Regions from separate parts of the Sus scrofa genome. Here region 1 is linked to region 2. Evidence: chromatin contacts called from public promoter capture Hi-C data. All regions are on one chromosome and are shown on one strand. The core of a region is the stretch at or near the end of the contact, and the rest is flanking DNA. Distances in the headings are between cores, read along the strand shown. Region 1 holds the start of TMEM167B (protein kish-B). Region 2 holds the start of SARS (serine--tRNA ligase, cytoplasmic).

Region 1 (4,150 bases), core at 1,087-3,586, 97 kb before region 2:
TTTTGCCTCTATTCCTGCAAAATGTAATAAAGTGCCCACCACATAGCAGACACTGGTAAATATTTTTTAAACAAGTGAACAACAGTAACAGCTAACATTTATGGTGCACTGACATCACGCCTGGTATTGCTGTAAATAGTTACTCATTTACTCCTTCAACCACCCTAGAAAGAAGCCACCATTATAACCCAATTTGACAAAGACAAAGCAGAATATAATTTTTGAAAATATAAAATTCTTAGTCTAACTAATTTTGAAATAGAAATCTGGTGAAATTCACTTTATTCAATAAAAAAAAAAGGTAAAATACTACTTAGAACCTGGAATAAAAAAAATATGGTGGAGAGAGGAAGAAGGGAAATAAATACAAGCGTGAGAAGAAAGAATAGGAAGAAGAAGAAAGACAGACACAAGGAGAAACAGTAAGGTATTATGTCCATTACCGTCCTTTGAAATAGTAAGGAGACAATCACTCTTCCCAGTTCTTCAATTGTGATTTTTTTTTGTCCTTAAACTTAATTCTTAAACTCTGAGAGTGACAGGTGAGAAGAGACTTACCTTTCAGCGCACGAAAGAAAAAAGAAAACTGGAATGGCTTCCGTCTAGTAAAAACGAGGAGATAAAAGTTATCTCCAAAAGAGTAGATGGCATGAGCCAAAATGTGAGAGCAGAGAGTACATTTGAGGAACGCAGAACAGTCTTTTCAGAGCTGAAGCTTGAAGTCCACATATAGGAACAATAGAAAATGCTGCTGGAAGGCCTTGTATAGCAGGCAAGGAGTTAGACATATACTCAGCAGGCAGCGGTTGTGTTAAAGTAAATAGCAGTCATGGTGTGGACTAAAATTTTCTAGTTCTGAGTTCAGAAGACCAGAAGACTGTCGATACTGGATAGTCCTTACTCTAAACCTTAGATTATCTCTAAAATAGAGGTGATGAGGCAGTTGTGACGATTACTTCAGGTACGATGACAAGGTGTGTTTGCTTTGAAAATGTCAAAATGTTATACAAATGCACGTTCTCACTGCTGTGAGGATTTAATTGATGCTTAAAAACTTCTAGCCTGGGATCTTCCATACCCTTGGAGGACAAGGCAGGTGTGGCCAGAAAAAAAAAAAAAAAGAAAAAACAGTGACTGAAATGGCAAAATCACAAAGGTGATGGATGTAGAACGGAAAAGGGGGCAAGAGGAATGATATTTTGAAAAAGAGTTAACTGATTAAAAGATAATTTACAAATTATAAATTCTAATTTATCCCTCCCTCTCTTTCCCCTTTGGTAACCATGTTTTCTATGCCCGTGGGTCTATTTCTGTTTTGTAAATAAGTTCATTTGCATTTATGTGTATTTTCATAAGGAGTCTGTCCTAATCAGACTTTTTGGCTTGCTTTTCCACTCCAACTCCTAGGAGGCTTTGATAGCTTTTCTTCCTCAAAACCAAGCAGGCCGCAGCCAGCAGGTGGCTCTGCAGGAGGAAGGACAAAGAATCCCTTTAGGATGTAGACATCTGCGGATTACTAACCTTAACTAACCTTCAGCTCCCAACAACTCAGTCGCACTTTCGCCCCGACTCTAATAAAGGCAGGTCGCGTTGTGTGTAATTAAGGATTTCGCTGTTCAAAATGGGACCTGTGGCTTCGTCTCCTCAACCCCGCGCTAACATTAAACTGACGGTGTATTTGGTCAGGTTGTTAAAATGCTGTGAGAAGAGCTGTCCCAATATCTCCATTTCCCGGTTAAAGAAGTTGAGGTGACCCCTGCATAACTAAATACAAGAGATAATTGAGACTATCCTGATAGTTTAAAGAAAAATTGATGCAAACAGGCAATTATCTAAACGTTTCCCAACAATGTAGAGTTTTAGCGTTATAAGGTTCCTAACTGAAAGTCCAAACGCAACCTCACTCTCCAGATTTGTTTAAGGAGTAAGGAGAGACGCAGCAAGCGCGGCTTCTTTTAAATGGAAGCTTGAGACGGAGACCTCTCCGTTGCAGGCGGCACCTCTCCGTTGCAGGCGGGCAGCCGCTTACAGACACACCAAACGCACACACGCAGACACTGCAGCTACCAAAGCGCAAAATAAAGGGCAAAACTGAAGCCTTTACCTTTTTCAACCACGACGCTAGCAGGACAGGTTACGCCCCAACACTAACTCTTCAGGGGCGCTCAGAAGAGACTTGGTTACCATGGCCACGGAGGAACCCTGCGGGATAGCGTTTTTCTAAACCACACATATTAGCGCAATTCCTCCCACGCAGGTTCCCTAGCTCGGCAATCGACTATCCACCCCTGATTGCGTTCGGCGCTCCCCTCTCTGCCCTTGCGCCTGCGTACTCTGACTCCTGCCCTGATCGCTGCGGCCCTGATCGGGAAGTGTCAAGCGGGAGCTGGGGTTCCCCCGCCTTCGCCGCTACCACCGCCGATCCCGGGACGCCATACCCAGGCCCCGGCCCAGCCGCCATGACGAACGGTGAGAACCAATGCCCAGAGCGGCGGAGGAGAGAGCAGAGCGAGAGGAAACGTGGCGGGCGGAGCCGGGACTGACGTGGCCGCTCTCCCCGCCCCCTCCCAGCCCAGTCCCCCCTTGTTCTCTTGGGGCCGTAACTCCTGTTCCCTCAACCCCTCTGCGGGTTCCTCCGCCCTGTGCCCATCTGGAACCCTCAGTGCTTCATGTGCCCCCTCCCCGAGTCCTTGGCCCCTACCCTGTGCTTTCCCTTGTCCCCTTTCTAGAAGTTCGTTCTGGCCCTTAATGTCGCTTTAGCACCAGTGAAAAACAGATCCTTCTCACAGCCCTCTGCGTTCTCATACTTTTGGATAGTAAGCTCCTAGGGAGGACAAAAAAATCAGAGGATTTTTGGCTCCACATTTGGGGGGGCAGTGAATGTAGACTCAAAAAAAAGTTCTACTTGTTTTGCAAAAATGCTTTAAAGTTTTCTCTTATTTGATTCTAAAGTCCTGCCTGGACGATCCCATCTGGAGACCATGGTTAGTGTTGCAGGGTTTGCATTTAGACACTGCCTCTTCTAAATGATGTGGCAGTTGCTACCCTGTTTGTCTGACCTAATTTTTCAGGTGTCTTCAAACACTTTATGGACATGATTACCGAATTCCAGGGAAGGGCAAGAAACAAAGCCTTTGCAGTCTTTAGCATCAACCTTAACAAGAAAGATGAGAAGGCTTCTTAGGCAGTATAATTTGAGGCGCATAGGAGAGCATCTCTCAAAAGTACTTCTCCATAAACCTGGTACTGAGGGTTCACATTTCCCGTCCTTGTGGCTTTTGGCTTTACCTGTCAGAATTTATGGTAGAAAAAGACTAGCAAGTAAAATATTGTTCAGCATAAAAACTTAGTGTATGTTTTAATTTACTGGACGCTTGTTTTAATTTGGCTGTGGGGTAGTTTTACTGGAAGGAGAGAGGGCGGTACACTGGTGGCCCAGAACTGGCAGATGCTGGTTTTGTAAAATATCCTTTTGGAGCTTCAGGAGCAGTCAGAGGTCCGAGGTTATTAGGCACAGTACAGGAAGGGATATCACCCAGAGGAAGAAATCATCTAAACTGAGAAATAAGAGAGCAGTTGGAACACAGTAATTATTGAATAAATGTTCATGACCCATCACCCTTTATTTATTTATTTATTTTTTTGCACTTAGGTGATTCATTGTGTTAATAAGAAACAGCTTGGGGAGTTCCCACTGTGGTGCATGGGTTAAGAACCCGATTGCAGCAGCTCAGGTCACTGTGTAGGTGCAGGTTCAATCCCCAGCCTGCTGCAGCAGGTTAAAGGATCTGTTTTGGTTTACATATGTAAGAAATAGAACTAATTGTTCAAAGGTTTTTTCCCCCACAATCGTCGTCCCACTATGTCCAAGCCTCAGATACTTTTTTTTTTTTCAAGAATGTTATTCTGGTAGAAATTTGGTTTGTAAGTAGAGTACATGTGAAGTGTAAGATAAGCATTGGAAAATTTACATGTGAAGTGTAAGATAAGCATTGGAAAATTTTAGTCATATGGATTTGAACTCTTGCAGTCTCCATTAAGCTTTACATTTGCCTTGTGTGTTGTTCACCAGCGGATGCTGACCTGAGAGATGTGGCTAAATATCTAGCTTTCCTTTATCACATGAGTTCTTTATAATAAGAACATGTTT
Region 2 (4,603 bases), core at 693-3,192:
AATTATTAGGTTAGGAGGTAGTTAAGAGTCACCCAGCTCTAAAAATCCTATGATTCTGGAGTTCCCGTTGTGTCACAGCAGAAACAAACCCGACTAGGATGCATGAGGACATGGGTTTGATTCCTGGCTTGATCCTTGGGTTAAGGATCCAGCGTTGCAGTGAGCTGTGGCGTAGGTTGCAGATGCAGCTCAGATCCATTGCTGTGGCTGTGGCTGTGGCGAAGGCCAGCAGCTGTAGCTCGGATGCGACCCCTAGCCTGGGAACTTTCATACGCTGTGGGTGCAGCCCTAAAAAAAAAAAATTTTTAAAAAGTCCTGTGATTCTAAGCTGATAAATGAAATACGCTATTATATTATTCTGTTATACTTATCAGCAACATGAACATTGTAAGGGAAGATGTCTGTAATCTCATGATAAGACTAATGTTGAAAATTCTTAAGGAAGTTTGGAGCAGTCAGGATTTTAAGGCCATCCTTCCAGTTATGCTGATGACCTTCTTAAAGGATTGGCCCAGTGCCTTCCTCCCCTAGACACTGTGGGCACTATGAGTACTGTGCAGCCCCAGCAGCACCCATCACTGTTTTGAAACTGAGCAAACAACACATGCTGGCAATGCCTTCACTGATATGGAAGCAGTCAGCTCCCACCACAGACTTTGAGAAGATTTCAAGGAACCCGACCCTTTGAGGACAGTCTTCTTACATGCTTTCTTCAGAGACTGTAGCTCCTGACACTTTCTTTCCACTGATTTTAAATCTAACAACCTAGGCAAGCAGAATCTAGGGGGGGAAACCCAGACAACTCCTCATGTGTCCCTCTAAAAGATCATTCATGCTTCTCCAACCCTGTGGGTTTTTTTTTGTTTTTGTCTTTTTGCTATTTCTTTGGGCCACTCCCGCGGCATATGGAGGTTCCCAGGCTAGGGGTCGAATAGGAGCTGTAGCCACCGGCCTATGCCAGGGCCACAGCAATGCGGGATCCGAGCCTACAACCTACACCACAGCTCATGGCAACGCTGGATCGTTAACCCACTGAGCAAGGGCAGGGACCGAACCCGCAACCTCATGGTTCCCAGTCGGATTCGTTAACCACTGCGCCACGACGGGAACTCCAACCCTGTGTTCTTAAATGTAGGTAAAGGGACAATCCAGTTCACCAAATAAGCAACTTAATAAAGGTATCTTTGGAGTTCTTCTGTGGTACTATGGGTTCAAGATCCAGCATTGTCACTGCAGTGGCTTGGGTTGCTCCTGTAGTGCAGGTTTGATCTCTGGCCCAGGAACTTCCACATGCCACTGTCCTGGCCAAACAAAAACAAAAACAAAAACAAAACAAAACAAAACAAAACACCGCCACCACAACAAATTTAAAAAGGAAAAAGAAAAGTATTCTAACTCAGGCAGGAGAGGAGGAATCTTGAGCTGAGGTAATCTGGGGACTAAAATGTGTAGGCACACTCAAGTCTCAAGATGGAGAAGAGAGTAGAGGTTCAGGGAGAGAGTCCAACCTTAGGACCCAAACTTCTACAGTCCAAACAGGCATTTATCGGAGGTGCCAGCTTCCAAGCCAGTAATTACACTAAAAGGCCTCTGCCTCGCCTTAGGTGTGCCCTTTAACATAAGGAGGAAACAGGCACTCACTTTTCTTTCATAGGGCAAACAAGAGCCCCTGCAGAGCAAGACAATTGATGAGAAAGCACAACACCTCCAACAAGCGGACCCGACCTGGACACAGCTCGAGAGGCCCGCGTCCACCTATCCCGCCCTCCTCCCGCGGCCCCGCCCTCCTCCCGCGGCCCCGCCCTCCTCCCGCGGCCCCCCCCCGCCCCGCCTCCTCCCGCGGCCCCGCCCCCCCCCCGCCCCCCCTCCTCCCGCGGCCCCGCCCTCCTCCCGCGGCCCCGCCCTCCTCTCCGCGGCCCCGCCCTCCTCTCCGCGGCCCCGCCCCCCACACAGCAGCTTCCGGCGAGAGGCGGGGCGTCCGCACGCTCTGCTGCGCCTGCGCGGGAAGGGCGGGCCGGCGCGCCGGGGTAGTGAGTCGGTCTCGCAGACTGCTGTGGCCCGAAGTGCATTTCCCTTAGTGTTGGTCCAGGAGGAGGAAAGATGGTGCTGGATCTGGATTTGTTTCGGGTAGATAAAGGAGGGGACCCAGCCCTCATCCGAGAGTCGCAGGAGAAGCGCTTCAAGGACCCAGGACTAGTGGATCAGCTGGTGAAGGCAGACAGCGAGTGGCGACGATGTAAGTACAGAGACTCGCGGAGTATCCCTGGATCCTAACCCCAGCTACATCTCTCGGATCTCGATACTGCTCCTGAGGCCATAGCTTCCACCCCTTGTCAGACCCCCTCCTAGGTTTCGGTGGCTCGGAAGCTCTCCCTATCACCCAGGGAGCCGGGACGGTCCCCACCTTTCCCTTCCCCCGGGGCGGTAAGACCTCCCTTCCCGGCGTGCGGGGCGCGGATCCCTGCTCCTGAGTCTGTGGGAAAAGAGCATGGCGCATGCGCGTTAAGAGCTGTCAAGCCTTCCGGCCGCAAGGGTAACCCAGAGAAAGTCGGGGCAGATTTTGTTGGGTAATGGGGGAGATTGCTCCCCTTTCCTAACACTTCTCTGTTTGGTCGCCTCCGGTCTTTTTATCTTCAGCAAAGCCAGAGTGGTCCCTATTTTGATAGACTCACAGGCTCCAGTCTGAGTCACATCTGCAGCGCAGTAGGTTCACTCCTCCCATATTGGAGGCATTTGGGGATTTTGGAGGCCGCTACTGGCTAAAAGCAGTGATCGCAGAGCTTTGGGGAAGGCAATCCCCCTGAACTGTGGGCAGTCCTTTAAGAACCGACCATGGGCTTCCATGGTAGATCAGACGTGGGCAGAGGGATGCGGTGAAGCAAGAAAAAACTCGTAATTACTGAGGCTGTTTAATTGTGATTTGTGGAAGTTTTCCGGAATAGACGTTGATGGAGTTGGGCTACAACCTGGAACTGATCCGGACATCTTTCGTGAGGCTAAATAAAACCATAGCACCCTCTGCCTATCAATCTTTGCCTAGATTAGTTGGAGTAGTCACTAATTGGCCGGATGCTGTCAAACACGTGGTTTATTTTGTCTGATGCAATAGGTCTGCAACCCGCTGAAACCCAGGTTTATGACGGCGCCCTGCAAAGTCAGTCACTGTCCCAAAAGGTGATGGATTTCTCTTAGGAAAGTTGATTTCCCTAAATTTATGTGTCACCCGGGTAGGGAAAGAGCTGAAGGAAGAATTGGAACATAAGGATATTGGGTACCAGGAGAATATTTGTTCAGCTCAGATTGTCTGCTGATTCTATGTATCACAGTCAAGTCCCTTGTGGAGAGATCCCACCACCTGAATCTGAATCTGAAGTTTTGAGTTGCAGTGGAATTAAATTAAATGGAAGGGGGAAAAACTAGACTGGACACTGTTTTACTGAGTCAGAAGTCTGAAGTAACAAATTTTTCTAGCAGTCTAGCCATTGTCCAGCTACTAAATGATTTTGAATGTCTCTTGTGTATAATGTACACGTCTGTGAGAAGTTCTGTCTTTTGCCTGAGGATTGGCTGTGTAGTGAGGAGATGAATTCTTCAGGGACAGTGTTGTGTTTTAGTCATCTGTATGTCAGTACCCAGGGTATACACATACATATATGGGGTATAAATATACACATGTGTACAAATAATCCCAGAACCTAGCATTGCACATGGTAGGCTTGACAAAAGTTTGTTGAATTCATGAATATCTTCTGTGCTCAGGGCACTTTGCTTTTCCATAGGAAGAAGCAATTGATGTGAAAAGCCACTGAAGTTCCCATTGTGGCTCAGCAGGAACTTCACTTTGTCACAGAGACTATATGGGGTTCTTAATCCACTGAGCCATAATGGGAACTCCACTTTTTGTTCTTTTCCATTATGGTTTATTATAGACTATTGAATATAGTTCCTTGTGCTCTACATAGGACCTTGTTTAGTGATTGGTTCTTTTTCGTTGCTATATAGTACTTCGATATAGAAATATACCAACCAATTCTGCTGATATTTGGATTGTTACCAGTTTAAGGGTAATAGGAATCAGATGCTGTGAACATTGTATCTTTTTGTGGACATAAGCACCCCTTTCTGTTGAGTACCTACCCAGGAATGGAATTGCTAGGTCATAGGGTAGGCACCTGTTAAGATTTAGTAGATATTACCAAATAGCTTTCTTTTTTGTTTGTTTGTTTTTTTGTCTTTTTTTTGCCGTTTCTTGGGCTGCTCCCGTGGCACATGGAGGTTCCCAGGCTAGGGGTGTAATCGGAGCTGTAGCTGCCATCCTACGCCAGAGCCACAGCAACGAGGGATCCGAGCTGCGTCTGTGACCTACACCACGGCTCATGGCAACGCCGGATCGTTAACCCACTGAGCAAGGGCAGGGACCGAACCCGCAACCTCATGGTTCCTAGTCGAATTCGTTAACCACTTCGCCACGAAGGGAACTCCCCCAAATAGCTTTCCAAAGTGGTTGCAGTAATTGATACTCCAACCAGAAATATATGAGTTTCAGTTGCTCTGCATCCTTGCCCTTGATATTGGCAGTCCTTTTAATTTTAGCCATTCGGAT

The links. Promoter capture Hi-C pulls out the DNA fragments that hold promoters and counts their contacts.
Region 1: a contact with region 2 is called in a promoter capture Hi-C map of liver, with 2.1 times the contacts expected there. The contact joins the promoter of TMEM167B here to the promoter of SARS in region 2. A contact is called at or near these places in 2 of 5 promoter capture datasets (fetal skeletal muscle and liver), 2 of 47 Hi-C or Micro-C datasets (heart right ventricle and skeletal muscle) and 1 of 2 datasets of contacts at active chromatin or transcription factors (alveolar macrophages).

Annotation. Positions count from the first base shown.
Region 1 is chr4:110,969,695-110,973,844 of Sscrofa11.1, reverse strand. It overlaps TMEM167B (protein kish-B), which reads left to right and starts at 2,336. Exons shown (of 3, transcript XM_001926138.5): 1 at 2,336-2,469. The coding sequence starts at 2,460.
Region 2 is chr4:110,872,051-110,876,653 of Sscrofa11.1, reverse strand. It overlaps SARS (serine--tRNA ligase, cytoplasmic), which reads left to right and starts at 1,942. Exons shown (of 11, transcript XM_001925670.7): 1 at 1,942-2,236. The coding sequence starts at 2,101.